4 separate regions of the Mus musculus genome follow, and regions 1, 2 and 4 are each linked to region 3. The links are chromatin contacts, called in public HiChIP or PLAC-seq and promoter capture Hi-C maps. All regions are on one chromosome and are shown on one strand. The core of a region is the stretch at or near the end of the contact, and the rest is flanking DNA. Distances in the headings are between cores, read along the strand shown. Region 1 holds the start of Psmc3 (proteasome (prosome, macropain) 26S subunit, ATPase 3). Region 2 holds the start of Pex16 (peroxisomal biogenesis factor 16). Region 3 holds the start of Atg13 (autophagy related 13). Region 4 holds the start of Slc39a13 (solute carrier family 39 (metal ion transporter), member 13).

Region 1 (2,863 bases), core at 304-2,803, 660 kb before region 3:
TGGCTAGCTTTGCCACATATGAATCAAACTCCATATGGAGGGTCTTCAATGCCCATTATCTTTTTGAAATAATATTTAGGTAATGCCAGGAGCTGATGCATCTCAATTTCACAAAAAAAGCCTTGTTATTAAGACATCTTAAATGCCATATTCTATAGATCTCTGAAGTGTTTGAAGACCATCTATCGACATAGACTATGTTGAATAGGCAAGCATTGCTTGTTTATAGCTATTTACAACCTGTGTAACTTTGAAAACATCTTTAGACTAAATAAAGCTTATTTCTGTAATTAACTAAACTAGTATCTAACATGACCATAAATGTCATTATTTATGGGTAACTAATTACTAACTTGCCTTTCAGATTATCCTAAACAGTTTGTAATAGCAGCTTTCAGGGACTAGAACTTGGGCTGCAGAGATGGCTCAGTAGGTAAGACTGCTCTTCTGAAAGTCCCAAGCAACCACATGGTGACTCACAACCACCCATAATGAGATCTGACACCCTCTTCTGGTTCATTTGAAGATCGCTACAGTGTACTTATTTATAATAATAAATAAATCTGCCAGTCAGTGGTGGCCTTTAATTTCAGAACTTGAGAGGCAGAGGCAGAGGCAGAGGCAGGTGAATTTCTGAATTCAAGCCAGCCTCGTCTATAGAGTGAGTTCCAGGACAGCCAGGGCTACACAGAGAAACCCTGTCTCGAAAAATCAAAATAAATAAATAAAATTTTTTAAAGGACTAGAACTTTACAGCACATGAGTTGTGTAGATATAATACTTTAAACAAGAGTAGAAACATATATACAGTACATTGTAACAAAAATAACTTCCCTATGTGGACAGTTAGATCTGCATTAATATTAGTAGAAGCAATGGTTTATCTGGGTTTTGTTAGGCTATTTTTGTTTAAGACTCACAGTGTGACCAGAATAGCTAGAAATACACTATGTAGCACAGGGTGGCCTTAATATGCAGCAATCCTTCTGCTTCATCTTTGCAGTGGCTCAGTGTCTGTGATGACAGGCATGTGCCATCAAACCTAGCAGTTTCTTTTCAACCTTTCTCTTTCTTTCTTTCTCTTTCTTTCTCTCTCTCTCTCTCTCTCTCTCTCTCTCTCTCTCTCTCTCTCTCTCTCTCTCTCTCTCTCTCTCTCTCTCTCTCTCTCTCTCTCTCTCTCTCCCTCTCCCCCCCCCCTCTTCCTCCCTCCCTTTTGTTTTTGGTTTTTGAGACAAGAGTTTCTTTGTGTAGCCTTAGCTCTCCTGGACTCACTCTAGACCAGGCTAACCTTAAACTCAGAGATCCGCCTACCTCTGCCTCCAGAGTTCTGGGACTAAAGGCATGCGCCACCACACTGGACATTTTGCAAATCCGTGAATTCCAAGTTTACCTGGGTTCTTAGATTGCACCGGCACCTGTGCAAACTCCTTTTCAGTTATCCGCCAGGCTAAAAACTGCATTTCCCGAAAGACTCCGCGGCTTTCTCCTGCCTCCCGCCTCTTCCGGTTGTGCAGCAAGCCCCGCCCCGCCTGTACGCCGGCCAATAGCAGCCCAGCCCTCGCTCCCGCACAAACCGGAGCAACCGGCGAGCCACGGGGCGGGCCCTGTAGCCTCGGTTTGGTTCGTGGAGTCCCAGCGGCAGATTCGCTCGGAGACGCGGACAGAACCCGTTCTGTCGCGTCAGGAATCGCGGGTGAAGTTCTCCACGGGTGGAGAGAAGACGTTGAGAAAGGCTGCGCTGGGCTCCCTCAGGGGCTCGTGCGCACTCCCAGTTTCGGCCTCTTCATGCAGGAAATGAATCTGCTGCCGACGCCCGAGAGTCCAGTGACTCGGCAGGAGAAGATGGCGACCGTGTGGGATGAAGCTGAGGTGAGTGTTGGGAGACCTGAGGGGCGTCCCAAAGTTTGGGCTATAAGGTTAGACGTTCTTGGAGGCCGGGAAAGGAGGTGGCTGGAAGGCCAGGTCCGGTCTGGACTGGTTGCAGAGCTTCTTGGGTTGTCCCGACTTCATCCTGCTGTTGGGTTAAGGAAGCAGGCGCTGAGGGGGCTGTGGGACCGTGGGATGGCAGCTCTGAGTTACAGTAAATAAGTACTTCTTCTCTTATTTGAACAGCAAGATGGCATTGGGGAGGAGGTGCTCAAGATGTCCACGGAAGAGATTGTCCAGCGCACACGGCTGTTAGACAGCGAGATCAAGGTGGGCTCCTGGCTCCGGTGCAGGCAGCGGAGTTCTCAGATCTCCATTTTACAGATGAGGAACCCGAGGCTCAGAGAGGGATGAATTCACACTCAAACCCATGGAAAATACCTAGCCCTGTCCCACAGCCGCTTTGTCAGGAGGTTTTCCCACTGGCCTCTTGTCCTGACCTCTGCAGTTTGGACATGTACAGGCTGGGCCTTCAGAAAGCCTGAGATCTGGTTGGATGGGTCTCCCGGGTAACCTGGACCTCATCTATTAGAGGGCTGTAATGAATGCAGGCTGAATCAGGGTTGAACATTGGTTTTCTCTTATCCCAGATCATGAAGAGTGAAGTATTGCGAGTCACCCATGAACTCCAAGCCATGAAAGACAAAATCAAAGAGAACAGTGAGAAAATCAAAGTGAACAAAACCCTGCCGTACCTTGTCTCCAATGTCATCGAGGTGTGTGTCTGTGTGTGGGAAGAGGAGGAGGCAGGAGGCTTGGAGACATCTAGGGATGGGGCCCATAGGGTAGAGTGTAAAAAGCAATGTTTAAGTCTGCAAAGACCTTAGAAGTGTCACAGATTTCTGCCATTTTCTTCTTTTGTTCCTTCTTGGGGCAGATGAACTTTGCAAACAGAAGCAGCACCTCAACAAAGGTGTTGTCAACCCCCTAACACATC
Region 2 (2,924 bases), core at 380-2,879, 660 kb after region 3:
CAGGAAGACAGCGCAGGTGCTCGGCTTGCTTTCTCTTTCCTTCAGCTCAGGACTCTAATCCAAGCGATAAGGATACAAACATCCAGACCGAGGCCCCTAGATTCAGTGTTTCTGGGAATACAACCATGGATGTGTTGCCATAAACTCGGAGCTTTGTTGCTACAGCGATTCCAAACCCACCAAGCCATCAACGAAGATCGAGCCATCACAATTGCCAGTAGGGTGAGGAGCACGTGAGGCCTCAGGACAGGGTGAAAAACGACTTCCACAGTTCCCATACCAGACTCTTCTGAGGCTCACCGCACCTTTCCTTGAATCTTTGCTGGCACGAGTGGTTGGCAACAATGGGAGCCTGGCTCCACATGGATCAAAGAAAGGGAAGGAAGTGGTGGCATGTTGGGACACTTCATTCCCTGTGCCTTAAATTCCTGGTGAGTGTGCTGCTTAAACCGCCTGGTTCTGGCTCAGGCTATTGGTTTTTCGAGACAGGGTTTCTCTGTGTACCTCTGGTTGTCCTGGAACTCACTTTGTAGACCAGGCTGGCCTCGAACTCAGAAATCTGCCTGCCTCTGCTTCCGCCTCCGCCTCCGAAGTGCTGGGATTAAGGTGTGTGCCACCACTGCCCGGTTAAACGAGCATTTCTTAACTCCTGAATCCATCTTTCCAGCTCTCTAATGAGAATTTTTATTAGTGTTTTATTAATTGTACAAAACAATGTGCTTTGTCTCTTGTGCTGGCACATGCCTTTAATCCCGGCACTTGGGAGGCAGACGTAGGCAGATCTCTATGCATTTGAGGCCAGCCAGGGGTTCACAGTGAGATCCTGTCTCAAAACATGCAAACTAAAATAATGAGCTTCATTATGACATTTTCGTACATGCACGTAATATAGTGGATGGGCGTAACGGCATATTCTGTCCTTGTCTAAAGATAATATCTGGTAGGGTATTAAATGTATTACAATTCTTTATATACCATAAATTCGCGGGCGGAGTCCGCAATGGCGCAGATTTGCCAAGCCCCCTCTTCCCACAGCCAATCAACTGCCTCCCAGGAACGGTTCCCTCCCTCCACTTCTGCAGCACCTTGACAGCATTGCAGCTCAGTTCATGAATGGAGCCATAGGAGTTTCCACCAACTCTTGGAGGCCAGCTTAGAACCTGGAAGTGCATCCAAGGGCCGGAAAACGCTGGGATTCATTCCGAGTTCAAGGTCCAAGTCGGGCCCAAATAATTTTGTAGATGAGGAAACCCGAGGTGCAGATCGGGGAAGCTAATGCGCAGGGTCGTCCCTAAACGGAGAGCAGAGGGATAGGCCAGGGTATTCTCCAAGGAGGGAGTCATCGGGTACGGGTTTTGGGGGTCCATGTGTTCTGAAGAAACTGGAGCCGAAGCCACTGTTCTAAATCTGCTGGTTAGGCTTGCCCCAGCAAAAACCCGGCACTGGCTTTTGTGAAAAACTCGAGACTGGCGGCTGCTGAGACCTATTTACGACAATTTCAAGGTTCCCTGTGCCTTAAATCCCAAACTCTTTGCTTCCCGACCCTCCCGTTCGAGCTCTCGGCGATCTTCTGAGAAAGTCTGAGGCTCCTTAGTACCTTCTCTAGTATGAACTGTTCAGCCTGCCCGCAAGTTGTAACTACGCAGGCGCCAAGACAGCCAACCAAGGAGGCTGCAGATCGGGTGCCAGAAGCTCTAGAGAGCTTCAGGGCGGAGAGAGAAGGAGCCAATGGCTGGAAGGAGGGAGGGTGGGAGCTCCCGGTCTCGGGGAGGAGGCGCTAGAGATGGGGTGAAGGGGCGTTCAGGGGCTCCGCGGGTCTAAGTCCTCCTGGGCTGCGGAAGTTGAGCAACCGGGAGGCGGGCTTAGGGCCGGAAGCAGGAAGGAGGGCTCAGGACGCAGGGCGCCGCTGCCAGCCTTGCTGTCGGCCGGTGGGACTGTCAGTGGCCAGAGCAGGATGGAGAAGCTACGGCTCCTGAGCCTCCGCTACCAGGAGTATGTGACTCGTCATCCAGCCGCCACGGCCCAGTTGGAGACGGCTGTGCGGGGCCTCAGTTACCTGCTGGCAGGTGCCACACTGACCTTTGACCCATTTCTTGGGGACTCTGACCCAGGAACCCTATGGCTCTTTGCCTGCTGACCCAGGGTAGTGGTCGCGGTGCTTCAGTTCTGTCTGGGTTCCTGTGGCGTAGAGGAAACTAGAGAACCCAAAGCCGCAGGGTAAAACAGACGCTCACCAACGCCTTCTATACCTTCTTCCCTAGGTCGCTTCTCCGATTCACACGAGCTGTCTGAACTGGGTAAGTTGGACTCTGGGCTGGGGAGGGAGAAGGCTTCCAGCGGAACCTTGATTGAAGGTCCTGAGCTTCCCTCTAGATCAGCTGTCCATCGCCCAAGACAGTTGGTGTCCCCAGAGTTGGGCGACCTGTGAGGGCTCTGACTGGCTTCTCACTCCTGGTTTTGCTTAGGATTAAGCAACTTTCCTGACCTTGCTAGTTCATCAGACCTATGAGTATGAGAAGGGCACTGTTGTTCTGTCTAGCTGAAGGAATACAAGTTCAGAAAAGTCCTTGATGTCAGGACCAGTGTTCAAGTGCCCCCACCTCCCTGCTGTAAGGGCTCTGTTTGCTTAGTGGGGGTAGTGAAGATCATGAAAGGATGAGGGGGATTTTGAAAGGTAGGTGTGATGTAGTCCTTCAGGGGGGACCATCTGAAGAGAGCAAAGATGAGTTGGTGGGACCACACATTTGGCTGTTTGGAACATGACAGGCAGTTTTGAGCAGCTCAGTAACCAGTGCTGTCCAGCAGAGCAAGGGCTGGCTTGTCACTCCAATCAGCTCATTTCTTACTGGCTCAGATGTCATCATGGAGAGAATGGGGCTCTGAGGTAGTGGGCGGAGAGGCTTGTTGGTTTCCACACAGTCTGT
Region 3 (2,983 bases), core at 333-2,832:
GAAGAGATTCAGGAGTTCAAGGTCACCCAAAACTATATAAAGTGAAAACCAGCCTAGGCTATATAAATATCCTGTCTCAAAAACCTACAAGAGCAGATAGATAGATAGTGTTGTTTGGTTGTATTACATGCCTATAGCCCAGACCTGGGGAGTCAGAGGCAATAGGACTGCTAACAAGTTCAATACTAGCCTAGTCTACATAGTGAGTTCCAGGCCAACAAGTGTAATACACAAAAAGATCTTGTCTCAAAAAGCAGAGATTAATTGGTTGTGAATATAGCTCTGTAGTAGACTGAGCAGAGTGATAGGTTAAACCTCAAGTAAGAACACGTATGTGTTTGTGTATAGATATATAATTATTGTATACATATAAACATATACATATAAATAAATTTATACATATTTCATTAGGAGAATTTCAAAACTAGACATGATGGTATATGCTAGATAATCTCAACACTTACGATGCCGGGAAAGGAGGATCAGTAACTCAAGGCAAACAAACCCTGGCTGCATAGGTGAACCCTGTTTCCAACTATCCCAACCTAGGCCTGTGACAGCCTGCGTCGGTATTCTCAGCTCCTCAGGAGGCTGAGTGAAGAAGATAACTGAAGCACAGGAGTTTAAGGCCAACCTGGGCTACGGGCTACCACCGAAGTGGGGAGGGGGGAGCCAACAAAGGAATGTTACCTTGAGGATAGATTGAGCAGATTAACTAGGAAAAAAGTGAATGAGAGATTTACAACCCAAGAAGGTGCTTAGCCACTTAATTCAGAGATTTAATGAGAATAGGTTTTCGCAGGTTATTCCACTGCCAGTAAGAACATAGTCCCCTTTTTCACTAGTCAAGTCACCCTCACTTACAGGAGGACTTCATACTTGGCATTAAAAATTTTTTTTGATTGACTGAAAACTTACCTAACCTACCTTGATACCCAACACCGGAGTTACGGCCCTACAAATGTTCTCCAATAGATCTTTTTGACATAACTCAAAGAGACAATAAAGTAGCAAGAAAATTTCGGGGGATGTCTGTAACGGTTGGGACGCCTCAAGAGCCAACAGGGTCTACACCAACCCAACTTCTCGTAGAAAACATAATCAGGGGATTATGGAACTGAACCTCGGTTGCTTGGCTTGGGCGTCCCCAAGGTGGTGGCCAAGGGAACACAGATCAGTGACCTCCCACTCGGGGGCGCTGAAAGATCCGGGGGTTATTACCCTCAAAAGTGAGTACCTGCGAAGCTACGGCACAGAGAGTGGCTCCGGGCTCTCATTCCGGAGGCCGGGGCCTGGGGCCGGCCAACTGCACCTCCCAGCAGAGGGTTCCGCGCTCCCGGGCGGTAGTGACAGCACAGGTCGCAGAGAGATATCTCACGCTAACGAGGCTCCGGGATCCCAGAACTGAAAAAGCTGTCGGACTGGTGTGGACTGGTTTTTCTCAGAGCTTCCCCTTCACACGTCAAACGATCTCTCCCGCCCTAAGCCAGCAACCAGTCGCTGCCCGGCGCCGCCATCCTTAGTGTTTGTTTTCATCCGCTTCAGTGCAGGCGGTGGGGAGGTAGAGCGCTACGGAGGAAATGCAGCTGCCTAAATTCAGCTGCACTTTCGCTACACCACAAACGACCTATTTAATATTTCTGTACATCAGAGTCTTCAAGAAAGGCGGCTTATTTCCAGAAATAAATCATATGATTAATTTTAAAGCCTTTTAGGAGAAAAAAAAGGGTTTGGGAAGGAATTTAGGGAGTTGGAGACTGGGCTTCGTGTAGAATGTACGGAAGCGAAGCGCAGGCCGCGGTGGCCGAGGTGCTGATGACGCGGCGTGGGGCGGGCGCTGACGCGGAAGGGGAGGTGCGGCTGTTGCGCACCGTGGCGGCTTGTGTGCGGCCGTGGGTTCCGGAGGCGGGCCTTCTTCGGCCCCGAGGGTGGAGAGTGCTCCGGTTAATCCGGTAGCTACGGAAAGGTGGCGATCAGCGTTCGGTTATTCTGGGTCGAGCAGCCAGACTTTGGTTATCTTACTATTTTTGAGACAAGGTCTCGCTGTGTAACTCAGGTTAGCTTTGAACGTAATGTAGCTCCAGCAGGCATGGAGCACGCGGCGATGCTACCCAGTTTCCAGAATGCTAACATTACAGGCTGGACCAGCCTTAGGAGCTTTTTGTTTTGTTTTACTTTGTTTTGACTGGTGCTCGTAGTCCACGCTTGCCTCGCACATGATCTTCTGGTCTACACTTCCCAAGTACAGTGAGCCCATTCCTGGCTGGGGCATCTTTACTTACACGGCTTTTAAAGGAATAAACTTTTTAAATACATTTATGTTTTGGAGGCGGGCGTGATGTGGCAAGGGTGTTGGACGATTCTTTCTTTCCACCATATGGATCTCAGATAGCCAACTAATTTATTTCACCAGGCTTCACAGGCAAACCCTGTGCCCTCGGAGCCATCTTTGTCCCTTAATACTGTTTTGAAAGCGGGTTGAAAAGTGGCCTCGGTGTTCCAGACCTACCTGGTTCACTTAGCTTTTTCCTCCTTTCCTTCCTTTTATACTCTTCCTTCCTTTCTAGCCTAAAGCTTCGGGATTTGGGTCTCTTGAGATGAAGGGAAAGCCTGTTACAGCAGACAGTGTAGGTCCCCAGGCAGGGCCACAGACTGTCTTTCTTCCTTTCTCCCCCCCCCCCACCCCCCCTTTGTTCTACATCTCTAGTTGGACTGGTTTGAGCACTCCCTCATCTGTGGAGCCATAGGGCTTTGCAAAACAAACCTCTGAGTAACCCTTAAGGTGTTTTCAACTTGTCAGCTGTCTCCTGGTTGCCACAGACCTCTTTTACCTTGTAAATTGTTTGTTCTCATGTGTTGTTCTCAGTTGAAATGCCAGGCAGTAGATGAGCCACTGGGATTGAACTCTTATTGTCTGCAAATTAGATCAAGTTTGTCATACAATAGTGAGTCAGTGGAGATAAATCTAGAGTTAACAAGTGAA
Region 4 (2,867 bases), core at 247-2,746, 640 kb before region 3:
ACCTCTCAACCGGCCATGGCATCCCCCTCCTGCTCACTCTGCAGCGGAAACAATCCCCAGGGTGGGTGCACGGAGCACCCTCTGCCCATCTACACGTCTCCCAAGAACCACACATATTTTCCTTCTGAGCTGGCTCCAGCCTATGTGTCAATGTGTCCGCCTGAGGCTAAACTTTCCTTAATGACTGGGTGAGGCACTGGCTGGGCTCCTTCAGCCACCGGAGGAGGGACCATCCCTGTTGGGTGCCTCTAGCTGCCAGGAGAGGCTTGGCTGCCAGAATGTGCCGGTAAAGACACCCCAGGGTCTAAAGCCAGCACTGTTTAGCTTGATGGCGTGGTACAAAGAAACACAGGTGGGGAAACTGAGTCATAGTCCAAACCTCTTCCTCCTAAATGATCTTATTCTTGGGCACCAAGAGACAAGAGGTGGGGCTGAAGAGAAGAGATGCCTCACAGTTGCCAGAGCCAGAGGCTGTGGTAACTAACTTATGGCTAATTAATTTGGTGCTCTAGATTGTTAACTGACTGTAGTCCCTTATGAGCCTGAGCCTCAGTGTCCTCATCAGGGAATGGATGAGGTAACAGAGCTCCCTAACAGCGATGAATATGAGGTGAACTTGACAATGCAGGTAGCTGCTGGCATCGAGGAGGGAATGCAAGTCCTCTGAATGCCAGGGGAGGTCTGAAGCACTCGCAGAAGGAATGTGCTCTGCAGACTGATGGCAGCCGGATGGGGATGTGAGTCAACCAAGCCAGAAGTTCAATCTGGAAAGTTTAAATGTGATCTGCCCCGTCTTCTACTGGCTGTGACCTTGAAACTGCCTCAGTTTCCTCATCTGCCAATGGATGTTAAGAGAGAAATCATCGGTCTCTGATTGGTGGGCTACAAGCCTATGTCTGGAATCTTCAGGCCATAATTAGTGACCCCTGCCCCAGCCCTCCCCGACCCCTCGCGGCCGCCACTGCCAACACCAGCACAAACAAACGAGCAAAGCTTCACTGGGACCAAGGCAGGCCCTCGCCAGGCCAAGACCTTAGCGGGTCATGCAGAGGCAAGGGGGGACCACAGGTTCAGCAGAGAAGTATGGGGTATGGAGAGAAAGGAGAAAGCAAGAGAAAGGAAAGTCAATAAAATGAGCTAGAATGTCTGGTGGAAGGAGAAGACAAGAAGCGGGGCAGCAGGGAGGGCTGAGGGGCAGAGCGTGGGACGTCAGAGGTAAAGAGCCAAAGAGCAGGCAAGTTCAACTCCTAAACTGAGGACGAGTCGCGACAGGTTTGGGAACTGACACGGTCCATCCCGCCCCGGACGCCGGCCTGAGGGTCCAGCGATCACTCACCGCGCAGTGGCAGAGGTGGCAGCGGCAGCAGATGCAGCGCTCCGGGCGGGCCCGGCCATCCAGCTGCAGTGTCGCGCCCCGCCCCGCTCTGCCTCGCCCGGCCCCACCACTAGGCCCCCAGCCCGGAGCCACCCCCGGCGTGCAGCCACGTCACACGGGACAGTCCGGAACCCGACGCGCGCGGCTCCGGGGGGCTAGACGGAGCGACGGCGGGGGAGGCGCTTCCGCCTCATACCATGGGGGACCCGCGCGGTCAGCGCACTTCCGCTCGGGGCGGATTCTGGGGCTGCGGGGAGAGTAGGACGGAAGTGGGTACCCTCGTGGGCATCGCGTTTAGCCAAGTTAAGCTAGGGTGAGGGCGGCACCCACGCGGGAACCGGGATCAACAGGGCGGCGGGGCTTCAGTGTGGCGTCCTTCTGAGGATGCAGTTCCAGCAGTGGCCACACGGGGGCGCGCACGGCTGCCAAACCGCTCCGTCCCGGGACGAGAGCAGGGCTATGGCTCTCTGAGTCAGCAGGCCTGGCTCCTCCATGAGCTAGGGAAAGGGGAAGTGCCTGCCGCAAGGAGGGGCCTGGCTCTGGGTACCTCAGAAGAGGGAATTTTATTCTTACTCATCGAATTATTTTTATGCTTTGGTTTTTCACTTGGAACCTCAGGCCACCGTCTCCAGGACTGTAACCCTTTGAAGTCCAGTACACGTTTCTAGAGCCTGTGCCCTGGAATTTCAAGCCAGGATACAACAAAGGACTTGGTGTTCTCTTACCCTGACAAAGCTGTACCTGAACTCTTAGACCGAAGGAGCAGTTAGTGGCAATAACAATGGCTACAGTTCTCTGATCTAGGGTAGCCCTTTACTGACCATTTACTCAGTAATCAGTGTTAACTTTACCAAATCGTTTTTATCTTTCAGGTGGGTACTGACTGTTGACCTAGGGTCAGACATATGTCACACATATGGCAGAGGCGGAATTCAACTTGGATGTACCTCTCCCTAGGGCGTGCGATGGCCACCTCATGTCTAAGCTGGAGCTAAGGTGTGGATGTGGCCTAACACCCCCCACTCCTTTGCGATCCGATACATGTTTGCATCCTTCTCTGGGAATCAGCCAGTAACTGACATGGAAGACATTCAGCAGAGGCCGAATGAGTGCTCCCCTGGGCTGGCTGTGACAGAGTGAGGGGCTCATTAGTCCTCACCTACCATTGCGGCTCTCTATGGTCCCTTGTTCCTTCTGGGCGCTCCGAGAGCAGACCGAACTCACACATCACAGTTGATGCCCTACCTCACAGTGTGTGTTTGTGTGTGTGGTTGTTGTTGTTGTTGTCGTTTTACTTTGAGATTGGTTCTATGTAGCCCTAACCCCCTGCCTGTTCTGGAACTTTCTATGTAGATGTGGCTGACTTTGAACCTACAGAGATCTGCCTACTTCTACCTCCTCAGTGCTAGAATTAAATACGTGTGCCACCACTCTTGGTTTATTTATTTATATATTTTTGACATAAGGTCTCATGTAGACTACCCCTAAACTT

The links. HiChIP or PLAC-seq counts read pairs in DNA pulled down with a chosen protein or histone mark. Capture Hi-C pulls out chosen DNA fragments and counts their contacts.
Region 1: a contact with region 3 is called in a promoter capture Hi-C map of adipose tissue, with 2.2 times the contacts expected there. The contact joins the promoter of Psmc3 here to the promoter of Atg13 in region 3. A contact is called at or near these places in 6 of 39 promoter capture datasets (erythroid cells, liver, maxillary cranial neural crest and 2 more), 6 of 115 datasets of contacts at active chromatin or transcription factors (effector CD8 T cells, embryonic stem cells, microglia and 3 more) and 3 of 9 other capture datasets (adipose tissue, liver and pancreatic islet).
Region 2: a promoter capture Hi-C map of liver shows a contact between it and region 3, with 4 times the contacts expected there. The contact joins the promoter of Pex16 here to the promoter of Atg13 in region 3. A contact is called at or near these places in 3 of 39 promoter capture datasets (liver, neural stem cells and pre-B cells), 2 of 484 Hi-C or Micro-C datasets (CD4 T cells and CD8 T cells), 11 of 115 datasets of contacts at active chromatin or transcription factors (craniofacial prominence, double positive thymocytes, embryonic forebrain and 8 more) and 3 of 9 other capture datasets (adipose tissue, embryonic stem cells and liver).
Region 4: a contact with region 3 is called in an H3K27ac HiChIP or PLAC-seq map of microglia, with 8 times the contacts expected there. The contact joins the promoter of Slc39a13 here to the promoter of Atg13 in region 3. A contact is called at or near these places in 4 of 39 promoter capture datasets (erythroid cells, liver and pre-B cells), 1 of 484 Hi-C or Micro-C datasets (B cells), 7 of 115 datasets of contacts at active chromatin or transcription factors (bone marrow-derived macrophages, extraembryonic endoderm stem cells, memory CD8 T cells and 4 more) and 2 of 9 other capture datasets (adipose tissue and liver).

What each region holds. Positions count from the first base shown.
Region 1 is chr2:91,052,463-91,055,325 of GRCm38.p6, forward strand. Psmc3 (proteasome (prosome, macropain) 26S subunit, ATPase 3) reads left to right here and starts at 1,554. Exons shown (of 12, transcript NM_008948.2): 1 at 1,554-1,869; 2 at 2,113-2,196; 3 at 2,517-2,642. The coding sequence starts at 1,786. It also overlaps Gm13778.
Region 2 is chr2:92,373,610-92,376,533 of GRCm38.p6, forward strand. Pex16 (peroxisomal biogenesis factor 16) reads left to right here and starts at 1,630. Exons shown (of 11, transcript NM_145122.2): 1 at 1,630-2,066; 2 at 2,262-2,297. The coding sequence starts at 1,955.
Region 3 is chr2:91,709,010-91,711,992 of GRCm38.p6, forward strand. Atg13 (autophagy related 13) reads right to left here and starts at 1,583. Exons shown (of 17, transcript NM_001355419.1): 1 at 1,238-1,583. Harbi1 (harbinger transposase derived 1) reads left to right here and starts at 1,843. Exons shown (of 3, transcript NM_178724.5): 1 at 1,843-2,242.
Region 4 is chr2:91,068,819-91,071,685 of GRCm38.p6, forward strand. It overlaps Slc39a13 (solute carrier family 39 (metal ion transporter), member 13), which reads right to left and starts at 1,497. Exons shown (of 10, transcript NM_026721.3): 1 at 1,337-1,497. Gm39874 (predicted gene, 39874) reads left to right here and starts at 1,533. Exons shown (of 2, transcript NR_166131.1): 1 at 1,533-1,688; 2 at 2,248-2,805.